Linked DNA regions of Pan troglodytes: region 2 is linked to region 1. A link is a contact called in public Hi-C data. All regions are on one chromosome and are shown on one strand. Each heading gives the region's core, a stretch centred on a gene start, on an enhancer-like site or on the middle of the called end of the contact. The rest is flanking DNA. Distances are from core to core; before and after follow the strand shown.

Region 1 (6,353 bases), core at 3,686-6,185:
TTAGTTGGCGTTTCTTTAAAGATACTTAAGTTTGCCCTGTTCAGAATTTTTCTGGGTTTGTAGCTTGTCACAGTGGTGCCCAGAATTAGATTCCTGTTGCCTTGTCTCACACACTCTCACACACACAGACTCACTCATTCATCTAATTGGAAACAAAAAGAACAAGGGAGATGGAAAACATGGACTCTAGTTGTTCTCCTTCCTCGCCACGTTGAATGTATTTCCTCATGCTCCCCCTGGCTGGCCTCCTCCTGGCACACTTTTCCTATCTTCTCTTCTGTGCATCTCCCCGTCAGCCTTGCTTCTCTGCATCTCACTCCCCCTTTGCTTCTCTCTCTTTTCTCTCATCTGCCATGAGGCTGCTCAACTGCCAGAGGGTCAGAACTGTATATCACTGAGGGATCAGCATGAGGGCCACATTGACAAGGAAAGCTGTCATCAAATTTTACAGCTTCATGTAAAATGCACTGTCCATGGCAAGGACAGAGAAAGGACTGGAAAGGCACAGGGGGCAGTGTGGGGAGAAGGGATAGTTAGAAGAGAGGCTCTCTCGTAGGTGAAGGGGGAGGTAAACCTACGTGCTTTCTACAGAAAGGTATTCATGGAGACAAATCTGCCATGTTTTCTAAACACAACCATGTCTCTGGAAGCCTCACTAGGAGACCAACAATTAATAACAGTGTCAGTTATGGGATGTCTGTGTGGTCCATTGCATAGAACGACAGAGGAAGCTTGATCCAAGCTTTGAGTACTAGGAAGCCAAGGGTAGCAATGTGAAGGGGCCTATGGCCGTTCTGTTTTCGGCGAGAGCTAGGGAAATCCCCTGCCACTGGTCCTTCCCATACACAGTGCTATATGCGCATTTGATGAGCCAGCCAACAGGTGCCTGAGTACCTGCCGTGAGACCAGCTGGCAATAGCTCCTCTGAGGCACAGCAGAATGGACCGTGTGCTAAAGGCATCAACAGCCTGGGCGGGCAAACAGGACCAGCCCAGGAGAGTCCATTAGAGAACCACGCATGTGCGGGTTACTGACCAAGAGTTAGGTTCCTACGTGTGCACAGCCTTCCCCCAGATTCCATTCCTCAGGACTCTGCACCCATCCCATCCCACTTTCTCAGGACAGAAACCAGGAGGCAGAGTTGTACCTTGCCTTACAGTGTCCGTCTCCTGGAGACCGTCAGTAGGATCCAGTGGCTGCTCTGTAATTTAGTAGCTTTGTGACCCGAGGCAATTTATTAAGCTTCAGTTCCCTTGCAGGTAAAGTGGAGATATTTTTGTTTACTACCACACAGAGTGGCTGTGTGGCTCACATAACATGATCTGAGTAAAGTGCTTTGCATAGTGCCTGGCACACTCTAGTGATCAATAAACGTTAGTCAGGGTCATTATTGTGCTATGCCCCTTCCTTTCTGCTATTGCCCCTCCCATCCCCGGATCTTCGATCCGGCCATGGATTCTACTTCCCGGTGTCTCCTGTCTCCATCCCTTCCTCTCCAGCCCCTGGGGCCCTGCGCTCCCTGAGATCTCAGCAGCCGTGGCTGGGCTGGCCTTTGGTGGTTTTGTGAGTGCTCTCAGACTGCAGGGAGAGACAGGCTCCAAAACACAGGTCCCAGCACAGTGCCGCCCTGTTGGAAGCTCTTGGCGCCTGCGCCTTAGATTCCTTAACATAACTTAAAATGCCCTTCATGAAAGTACTTCTCTTCACCTGTCCAGGTTTGTTGCCCGTCTGCCTCCCCATTTCTACCCAAATCCTACTCAGCAGCTGCTCACAATAATGATTCTCAGTTTTGCACATCAGAAAAAGTTGTGGAAATTGTTCTGAATATTTTTTGTGTACGTGTGTGTGTGCGCGCGCGCACGCGCGGGGCGGGGTTGCGTGGGTAATTTATAAAGTACAGGCATTTATATAAAGTTCCACAATGGCTGAGTGTGGTGTCTCATGCATGTAATTCCAGCATTTTGGGAGGCCAAGTGAGGAGGATTGCTTGAGTCCAGGAGATTGAAATTGTCAGCCTCAGCAACATAACAAGACCCTGTCTCTACAAAAACAAAAAAACAACAACAAAAAGAAAAATAGCTGCTCCTGGTGGTCCTAGCTTCTGTACTCCTAGGTACTGTAGCTAGCGCCTGTTGTCTAAGCTACTCTGGAGGCTGGTTGGAGGCTGCAGGGGTGATGATTGTGCCACTGCACTTCAGCCTGGGTGCCAGCATGACATCCATCTCCAAATGAATAAGTAAAGCAAGTTCTACAGGTGGGCCTGATTTGCATCTTGAGTCCTAGAGCACAACCTTCCCAGACACACCCTGCCTTCCTCACACTGCCCGCATACCTGTCTACACTCAGTCCCAGCAAACGCAAACGGATGGGCTCACAGTGGGGATGCAAACAAAGATGAGGTGACTGAGTGAGTGAATCAGGAAAGGATGTTTTCATTTTATTGAGTGAATTAGACTAAGTCAAACCCTCCCTTAGAGTGTAAAGTAGAAGATAAATAATGTACCGGTGTGTGTTTGTGTGTGTGTGTGTGTGGTGGGGTATGTGGTATATGTGGTGTGTGGTGTGGTATGTGATGTGTGTGTAGTGTGTAGTGTGTGATGTGTGTGTGGTGTGTGGTGGTGTATGTGGTATGTAGTGTGTGCTATGTGATGTATGTGGTGTGTGGTGAGGTATGAGTGTGTATGTGGTGTATAGTGTGTGGTGTGTGATGTGTGTGTGATGCGTGTGTGGTGGTGTATGTGGTGTGTGTGGTGTGTAGTGTGTGCTATGTGATGTATGTGGTGTGTGGTGGGGTATGAATGTGTATGTGGTGTGTAGTGTGTGGTGTGTGATGTGTGTGGTGTTTGGTGGTGTATGTGGTATGTGTGTCATGTGGTATGTGGTGTGTGTGTCATGTGTAGTGGGGTATGTGGTGTGAGTGTGGTGTGTAGTGTGTGGTGTGTGATGTGTGTGTGGTGATGGTGGGGTCTGTGGTGTATGTGTTGTGTCGCGTGGTGTGTGATGTGTGTGTGGTGTGTGGTGTGAGTGTGGTGTGTAGTGTGTGGTGTGTGATGTGTTTGTGGTGCGTGGTGGGGTATGTGGTGTATGTGTTGTATGGTGTGGTATGTGGTATGTGTGTGGTGTGTAGTGTGTGTTATGTGTTGTGTTGTGGGGTATGTGGTATGTCTAGTGATATGGCGTGTGTGGTGTGTGTGTGTGTTTGTGTGGTGTGGTATGAGGTGTATGTGTATTGTGTGGTGTGGTATGTGGTGTACGTGTAGTATGGTGTGTGTGTGGTGGTGTGTGTGATGTATGTTGTATATGGTGTGTGTGGTGTGGTATATGTGGTGGGGCATGTGTGTGTTGTGGTGTGTGTTGTGTGCGTGGTGTGTGTGTGTGGTGTCTATAGTATGTGTGTTGTGAGTGTGTGGTGTGTGTGGTGGAGTGTGTGTTGTGTGGTATGTGGTGCATGTGTGTTGTGTGTGTGATGTGTGTGGTGGGGTGTGTGTTTTGTGTTGTGGTATGTGGTGCGTGTGTGGTGGAGTGTGTGGTATGTGGTGTGTATTGTTTGGTATGTGTGGTAAGATGTGTGGTACAATGTGTGGTGTGTGGTGCATGGTGTGTGTATTTTGTGTGTGGTATATTTGTGTGTGTGTTGTGTATTATCTGTGATGTGGGTTTATGTGGTGTGTGGTGGGGTATGTGGTGTGTGTTATGGTATGTGGGGTGTGTGTCTCTGTGTGGTGTGCAGTGGTGTATGTGGTGTGTGTGGTATGTGATGTGTGTGGTGTGTGATGGGGTATGAGTGTGTGTGTGGTGTGTAGTGTGTGATGTGTCGTGGGGTATGTGATGTGTGTTATGGTATGTGGGGTGTGTGTCTCTGGCGTGGTATGTGGTGTGCGTGTTGTGTATGGTATGAGTGATGTGTGTGTGTGGTGGGGTGTATGGTGTGTGGTATAGTATGTGGTGTGTGTGGTGTGTGCATGCGTAGTGTGTGGTATGTGGTCTGTGTTGTGGTATGTCGTGCATATGTTGAGCATGCTATGGTATGTGATGTGTGTATGGTGTGTGTGCATGTGTGGTGTGTGGTATGTGGTGCGTGTATTTTGTGTGTTGTGGTATATGGTGCATGTGTGGTGTGTGGTATGTGGTGCATGTATTTTGTGTGTTGTATATGGTGCATGTGTGTTGTGTGTGTGTTGTGTATCTGTGTGTGCTGTGTGGTATGTGTGGTGTGTGGTGTGTGTGTGGCTGGGTGTGTGCTGTGGTATGTGGTGTGTGCTGTGGTATGTGGTGTGTGTGCGTGCATGTGTTTGTGTATATTGTGTGTGTGTAAGAGAGATCAACAGGGGTCCCAGGCAAGGGGGATGAGTGGGCTGTTGGCAGAGGAAGAAGCGCAGCCCAGCAAAGGTGGAGCCTCGCTTTCCATAAGCAGCTTGGGTCCCCAGGCGCCCCTGCGCGATGTGGGAGTGGGAGAGACTGAGTGGGCGCAAGGGTCTCGCCACCTGGGTGTGTGAACGAGTGCAGAAATACAAACAGCTCCGAGCCAGAGGATCCTGAGTCCATCAATTCTTTGCAGAAGAAAAGTCTGATGGATTGAAATTGTCACACAAGAACGCTGTGAACAATAGCAGGGAGATTGTTTCTCTCCAGCCCAGCTGTGGTGAGTTACTTCTTAATGGCAAGGTAGGGAGACACACACCACGGACAATGCTGAGGGTGACAGGAGATGCCTGTGCCAGTTATTTATTATGGGAGAGGAAGGTGTTCCTTCTACTTTTTTTCCTTCCATCACCCCCTTCTTCTCTATGATAAATGGGGGCTGAGCTGTTTGTGTTATGCAGAGGCTGACAAAATGAGGCGATCAGATTGGAAATCAAAGCTCTCACCATGGCTGGCAGTGTGCCGGGACTTCGCAGCCACCTCCCATGGCGGGGGCAGGAGGAGGGGGAGGAAGCAGCTGCTGTCATTTCTCCCCTAGCAGTTGTTTTTGGTTTTACTTTTATTTCTCCCAAGAGGAGAGGAGCTGGAGAGGGCAGCCAAACTAGCACAAGAAAGAAAAGGAGAAAGAGGGCAAGAATGGAAATGCGGAAGGAGAAAGAGCCCTACCAGGAGGCAAAGGGAGAGGGAAGCGAGGAGGAGGGAAGAAGCCTCCAGAACGTGCCTTTTTCCGATTTGTGCTGGCTGCGACCTTGCAGCCTGTTTCTCTGCCAGCTGCCCCTCCTTTGCTGCGAGAGGTGTTTTCTGTGACCTGCAAAGCGTGGTTTAATTTACAGGGTGAGTTGGAAATGATTCAAGCATCTGCTCCTTTCAAATGTTGGGAAACTGAGGCACAGCACATTAAGAACTCTTCAACTTGCTTCTTGCGGGCCTTATTGTCAGTCTTTTTTCCTGAGAGTTCCAGAAACTATTTCCATCTCCAGCTTTCAGGATGAATAACTTATTCAGGCCTTTGCTTTTCTGGTGCGTTCTCCCAAAACTCCTCCTATTTCAAACTGCCCCCCAAAGTCCCTGAGCCTGAGTCTTATGGGTTGACTCTGCCCTCTGGTGGATCGAAAGGTGGTGAATGAGGCAGAAAAGGGAGCTCGTTCCAGAAAAACATACCCTGGCAGGCTTCCCAGGAAAGTCTTTGGTTAAAGCAACCCGAACCCAAAATGAATACAGCTCAATATGCTGTGATGTATTAATATCCTGATAAGCGAGTCAGAATGTGTTTCCAAATAGACCTATTACATAAGTGGCAATAAATACTAACCCATCTCTCACCTTGCTGCGGTGAGCGCATAGAGAGGGATCTGTAGTGTGGGATTCCAGGCAGTCTTGGCGATGCTGACCTTCTGACGGATGGGGAGGCCTGAGCCCTCTATAACACAGGTCCCCTGTGACATCCACATCACACAGTCGTGCCCTTTGCCCACCTTTTTAATGACTTTCTATTTTGTTTTACAACCAGCAATCTGCTGCATGTGCTGGTCAACAGTATCTATCTTTTCTGCTGTGGCTTGCTGCCTTGGATGCTTTTATGGGCATTGATTCCCTCCACTGCTTCCCCAAAGAGGTTCTTTTCCTTGAGCCAGAGCGGCATTCCGGCGGATTACAGTGTCTGCCACTCTGCACTCCGATTTATTGCCATCCTGGGCTTTAGTCTCTCCTACATTCACAGCCAAGCCTCATTCATTTTGTTTTCTGGGGCGAGCAAATGGAAGAAGTTGCTATTAATAGGAGAAAGAATGTCATGCCGGCAGACTTAGTGGTGTCTAACTTTATAGCCTGCAAGTCCCAGAGCCAAGCTCTTGTCTTAGATCCACCCTTCCCCATCCAAGGGACTGAACCAGGTGGGATGCTGGCCTGGGCATTGGCTCTCTGAAAGATTT
Region 2 (6,133 bases), core at 3,560-6,059, 940 kb after region 1:
TGGAAACCAACTCACAGTATCCACTGCCAGTGTTCAAATGTGAGCTTTCAGGTAAAGAATAGAATTTTGGAAAACTTTAATCAGCTACTATTATCTTTACAGCTGTTGATACTCCATCTTTTCTAGTGAGATCTGCGGTGATGTTCAGGCAAAAGACAGGATTTCAGATTCTAGATTTGCCACAGACTTTCCATCAAATATTTTAAGGCCATTCCTTTCTCTGGATCTCATGCTACTAAGCTTCAAAAAATGGAATTAGAATAAAGGATTTTTTAGGTCACTTCCAAATCTTATTCTCCTCTCTCTCTCCTTCTCCCTCTCCCTCTCCTTCTCCCTCTCCCTCTCCTTCTCCCTCTCCCTCTCCTTCTCCCTCTCCCTCTCCCTCTCCTTCTCCCTCTCCCTCTCCCTCCCCCTCCACCTCCTTCTCCCCATCCCCTCAGGAGTCACAGCTTCTAAGCTTCTAATTCAGGAAGAGTATTTACTACTGGTGTAAAGAGAGAGAACACAGAAGCTGTTAGAAGGGAATGATTTCCTCTGTCCTTCATTTTCACTGAGCACTGTACCAACAGAACCTCTAAAATATAAGCTTCTGACACAATAGCCACACGCTGTTACATATAGTCACGTGTAGAAGACAGTTCTCCACCCTTAAAACACACCTCAGTGCCTGCGTGCAGGTCTAGGCTCAGACCTGTCTGTCCCACGCTCAGGACAAAGTCACCCCTAAGGTCAGAGAGAGACAGTAGGTGCAGGCAGGGTGTGGAGGGGAGGGGCAGCCGCCAGGCCTTGGCTCCCCAGGTCCCTGCTCCTACTGTGGCTGCATGACAGGACCTGCCAGGTGAGAAAACAGGCCTCTTATTGGGAAGGCAGGTGCCTCATTCAAGATTCTACGTTTTCCTGAAGGGTGCTGAGAAAGCCTTAGAGCAACTTAGAAGTCAAGCCCACCTGGAGGGCTGGGAACGCTGCACACAGCAGCCCCTGGCTAAATGCTGCTGACTGGGCAGCTGGCTGCATGCAGAGATGACAGGCTCACCAAACCCCACGTGGGCATCAGCCAGTGGGCCCATTGCCTCCAGGGCTGCAGAGACTGCTTTTCCAAGTTTGCCCCCCTCAACAAGATCACTTTTGCCTCCACTTAACTTTTGCTATAGTTGAATTTCCTTAAAGTGTGTCTAAGAGGGATGCGAGCTAAAGAAAGAAAAAGGATAATAGTTTTTGTTTGATTTTATTTTTATGTTTATTTTTAGTGTTGGGGGGTGTCCCTATGTTGCTCAGGCTGGTTTTGAACTCCTGGGTTTAAGCAATCCTCCTGCCTGAGCCTCCCAAAGTGCTAGGATTACAAGAGTGTATCACCACACCCAAGAAGAATGACAGTTTTGTTTGAAGCTGATCGTTTTGCTTGACTGCAAGAAGATAATCCTTTGTGTTAATTTCCTCTCTGTTTAAAACTGTCTACATCTCCAAAAAGCTGGGGAACTATTGGCAGACTCCAGAGGATTCTACCTCTTCCTCTTCCTTTCCTTTACAGTCTGCAAAGCCTGCAGTCACAAAGAAGTAATTCTGCAGTGGATGTGTTTTGCTTCCTCACATCTGGATATGGGGAGAAGGGAAGTGGGAAGTGGGGATGGGGCTGCAGGCATGGTAAGAGCCCTGGAGATGGAAAGGAAATATCCTTGTGGGACTAAATTGCATTCAACATAATAAACTATCACCTTGAAATGAGTGTTCCAATTGAGTTTTGATGTAAACACTAATATTTTCTCCACTCTGCTATTCTCTTCCGAGTTCTCATGTATATTTCACCACGTGTCCTACCTAGTCTTACACTCATACATCAAAGGATTGAGGGCAAGGAACCTGATTTTGAAAACATTAGTCTTTTAAAGATTTATCCTCTCATCTTGACCACCTCCTTAGCTGGAAGGGAGAAGTTCTCCATAATTTATTTTAATGTGCTATGCAAAAGGGATCTTCTCACCTCTTCTTTCAAAAACTTTTCCGCAAGTCAGATTAGACAGGGCCCTCAGTTCCATTTCGTTTGTTTTCCATCCAAGCACACTTAAGCGCATGCATAAATGGGACACTAAACAGAAATTGAGGTGGGGGTGGGGGCTGAAAAGTTTGAGAATTTCATGGAAACTTTTGAGGAAGCCCATTGGTTGGGGGCATAGGGTCTTGTTTAGCTACAAAAGGTGACACCAACTTTGGTTTTAGAATAAATTTCCTAGCACTGGGTGTAAAGACACCTTTCCTAATGGAACTGTTAGCCTGGCCTAAGCTCTATGTCATTCCAAGGGTATATGTCGTGCTAACCTCCATTATGCTCAAAGCTGCAAGTTTCCACAAGAGTCCCCAGTGTCAGGGAGGAAAGCACAGGAGCCGCTTGCATCAGACTCCACTGGTAACACCAGACTCCACCACAAATGTGATTCTAAATTTCTCACCCCAGATACCTGTCCTTGCCTCTGCCAGACTGGACAGACCCAAGTGAAAGGAAGTCCATGAATCCCTGCTGCACTTCCTTATCTTAAATCTCTCAGGTCCTTTTACCACCTGCATGTAGGCAAAATCAGTGTCTTCTCGAGCCTTTTCTGTTCAATTCTGACTGGCGTTACCACTATTGACAAATACTGCTGAGTAGTTTTCCAAACATTTTTAATTTGCAAATGATATCATTTAATAGAACCGAGGCTCAAGAGTCCTCCTTGCTCATAAAACATTAGTTTCCAGTTTAATGTCAAGGATTTTGGTAAAGGTCTTGGCTCAGAACGTTGCACCCTGCTTAGATTCCAACACTTCATCCCTCCTTTCCCTACAGATGAGATCTTCTGAGCCCTGCTTGTAGATTTAATGCATCACCACACCCAAGACTGCCTGAGCGGCATCCTTGGAGACCCCACTGCCCACCCTTGCTGCCAGTTCAGCTTCCATCTCCTGTTCCAGCTGGGGTTTAGGGCTGCCTCAGCAACCCTGTCATTGATCCCAATCCTGATCACTGGACCCAAGCATCGTTCCCGCCCCTGAGCCTCTGCCTTGCCAAGCTCTACTCCACAGCAGCCTCCCTAGGAATGGCTTTCTGCCTTGCTCCAGCCCTGCTGCATGCAGCCAGCCGGCAGCTGCAGCGCTGGGGACTGATCTGAGGTACCCCTGCCAGACACCACTGTCTGTAAAGACAGCCGCATCCTCCTTGTGCCTGTCCAGTGCCTCCCATGGCCGGGGGCCAGCATGGGGCTTTGGGGTCATGGAGTTTTCCCATTGTATTCCAGTCATTGTCTCAGCACGTGCTGTGAGTTCTAACGGTCAGTCCAGAGACCAGCCTTCGCAGTGTAAGTTCAGTTCCTATTCTGTCCCTTCCTATCTCTTTCTAGGGGCTCCAGTCTATAAGAGTTACCCAGAGTGGTACAGGCTCCGAGTGAGAACGGACACATGTCATACAACGGCGGAGAGAAGCAACCAGAGGGCTGGTCCCCTGGGCCACGGCTAGCCCTCAGGGATGCCTTTTCCAGCCTCCTGTCTCCTTCTTAAACCCAACAGACTAGACAGCCTCCCATGGGGTCAGAAAGGAGGAAAGTCACGTTGTGCTCTTAGAAAAGGTCCCAGGGAGCCACATTTCGTGGGCTCTACAGTGGTGTGCCTGCACTTCAGACTGTGAAGCAGCTGCCTTCGTACCTATTTTTATAGGATGTGAATGATGACTTTGGGTCCTATTAATCTGCCGCAAGGTTTTATTCAGTCTCATGGTCAGAAAAGGTCATTTACAGAGCTGTTGTTTTTTTTTTTTTGGATGGGGTTTTGCTCTTGTCACCCAGGCTGGAGTGCAATGGCTTGATCTTGGCTCACTACAACCTCCGCCTCCCAGATTCAGGCCATTCTCCTACCTCAGCCTACTGAGTAGCTGGGATTACAGGTGCCCGCCACCATGCCCTGGTAATTTTTGTATTTTTAGTAGAGACGAAGTTTCACCATGTTAACCAGGCTGGTCTTGAACTCCTGACCTCAGGTGATCCACCCACCTTGGCCTCCCAAAGTGCTGGGATTACAGGGGTGAGCCACCGAGCCCAGCCCCGGTTGGTGATTATTAATACCAGCTAGATCTTCAAAGTCATTCCTGAATTGAGAAAGATTTCATGGGTGTTTTTGTGAAATGGGCTAGCCGTGAGCCGGGTTTGATCACTTGACGGTGTCAGTTGCAGACACGGCTGGAAGATATGGCTTTAATTTTCTTTCTTTCTTTCTTTTTTTAACCACAAAACAAAAAAACCCAAAACTGTTTCCTCAAGCCCCTTGTATTGGGGCCTATTGCAGGTGAAGGGGGCTGACCAAAGGAAGGAGGTGGCGCTGATCCAGAGGAGGCTGAGTGAGGGGTGGAGCGGAGTCCGGCAGAGGGAGGGAAGGAGAGGAACGCCGGCCCACTAGCCGACCCCAGCGCAGCCCAGCGCGGTTCCCAGACGCTGCCGGGTAACTGATGCCGCCGGCACAGCTTGTTCTCATTTGTGGAGCTTTGTCTCCCCTCGCTGGGCAGCCCCTGGTACTGCAACCCACCTGGCCGCCTTCCCGGCTGAGGCCCCCGGGCAGAGTCCTCCGCAGGGAGCATTCCGGTGGACAAACACCCCTTTCCCTGGTAGCTGTGTCAACAGTTGATCTGCGGCAGCGAACCAGGCGGAGGGTCAAATGGGAGAAGGGCGGCCAGCAGGTTCCACCAGAGACTGTCGCTGGCGTCCTCAGGGGCCGCTCCAGGGCCACCTTGTGTGCTTGCCCTTTCCCCAGGCTAGATTGCCCCGGGAGGCGGACTGTGCCGCCTGAATTCTTGTCCGGGTGGGACTGGCCTCGGTGAAGGATCCGGGAATGGGACTTCCGGGCCGGGCCGGAGGGGAAGTGTCAGGAAGAGCTCAGGCTTTAGCGAGCCTGGAGGGAAGGGAAGGCTGAGGTCTCCTCTGCCTCCGCAGCCACATGGCCTGGCGCGGGGCGGGCCGGCAGTAAATGTAAGAAGGCTTTATTCATTTACTGGAAACGTTTCCTGGAAGCCTGGCATGTGCTAACGATACAACATTGAACAATACAAAGGTCCCTGCCACGGAGCTTACGTTGCGTCCACCAGGTAGACAGGACACACACGAGATATAAAGTACAGTACGTGTTTAATCTGGATGAGAAAAGGAGAAAAATAAAACAAGGAGGGAGAGGCGACCTGTCAGGGGCCAGGGTGGGGTGAGTGGAAGAAACGGTGTCCCTGACAAGGTGCCTGGTGGCCTCACCCGGAGGAAAGCACGCTGCAGAGGAAACGGTTCAGTCTGGTGCTTGAAGCCCCCGGACCCCTGTGAGAGCCGGACCTGGACGAGCATGAAGTCCTGCAGGAGGAAGGCGGCCCAGAGCCTTGGAAAATCCATCTGTGCTGAGCCTGGGCTGGGCTGCTTCACTGGGGCCTCCGGGAGCAGGATCAGCCCTGGAAGGGGCACTTTTAAACCACGTGTGCAGATGCCCACCAAGGGAACAAGGTCAGAAGGAGCCATGGCTCCAGAAGGGGTGCTGATGACGTGGCCCCTGGGGTTGGAGATGCACACCCTGCCACTGCCTGTGCTCCAGGGCAGAGGCACCTGCCCCCTAGCCAGACTTGCTTCGGAGATGGGTCGTCTCCAAGGCGCTGCCTGGAGACAAATGTGCCCCAGAGCCCAGCAAGGGCTGTGAACAAGCCGTTGCTACACGATATTTCCCGTGTGTAGGAAGGGCATCGCTTCTTTCCCTCAGTACAGTGGACACACGTGGCTCTAGCGGGCACATGCGGCAAACCTCAAGGCAGTGCTCTCTGGTTTGCCACAGTCTCACATTTGTCTGCCCAGACACGTAACTGGGACCTCAAGGGCCTTCTGTCAGCCTTGCCCTGGGATATCTCCTCCGTGTGGACAGGGTGCTTCACTTGGATTCACTGGATGGGACTTGAACACCTGCAGAGTTAAAGCTGAGACGCTGCCTGGGTCATTTAGGCCAGAATGCGCACAGACCCACAAGCACCCGAGGCTCCTGCTGCTGCGCACACTTCCTGCCAACGTTCCCTTGCCCGAAGCTCCCTCCTCTCCCGGCTCCACCCATCACACTACTGAATCCCGATACAACACGTGCTGCTCCATCCTGCCTG

The links. A called contact is a pair of places that touch in the nucleus more often than the background predicts.
Region 2: a Hi-C map of induced pluripotent stem cells shows a contact between it and region 1, with 2.4 times the contacts expected there. The contact joins two enhancer-like sites. A contact is called at or near these places in 2 of 7 Hi-C or Micro-C datasets (induced pluripotent stem cells and stem cell-derived neural progenitor cells).

The regions. Positions count from the first base shown.
Region 1 is chr9:134,057,451-134,063,803 of NHGRI_mPanTro3-v2.0_pri, forward strand. All of the region lies in intron 3 of NTM (neurotrimin), which reads left to right. Among named protein-coding and RNA genes, the nearest start is that of NTM, 760 kb to the left of the region's middle. Within about 2 kb of position 4,936, at least 11 of the 24 cell types and tissues checked have an H3K27ac peak or open chromatin away from gene starts, as enhancers often do. A contact at or near this core is called in induced pluripotent stem cells, where this site is marked.
Region 2 is chr9:134,996,027-135,002,159 of NHGRI_mPanTro3-v2.0_pri, forward strand. It overlaps a transcript of OPCML not described here. Among named protein-coding and RNA genes, the nearest start is that of OPCML, 120 kb to the left of the region's middle. Within about 2 kb of position 4,810, at least 14 of the 24 cell types and tissues checked have an H3K27ac peak or open chromatin away from gene starts, as enhancers often do. A contact at or near this core is called in induced pluripotent stem cells, where this site is marked.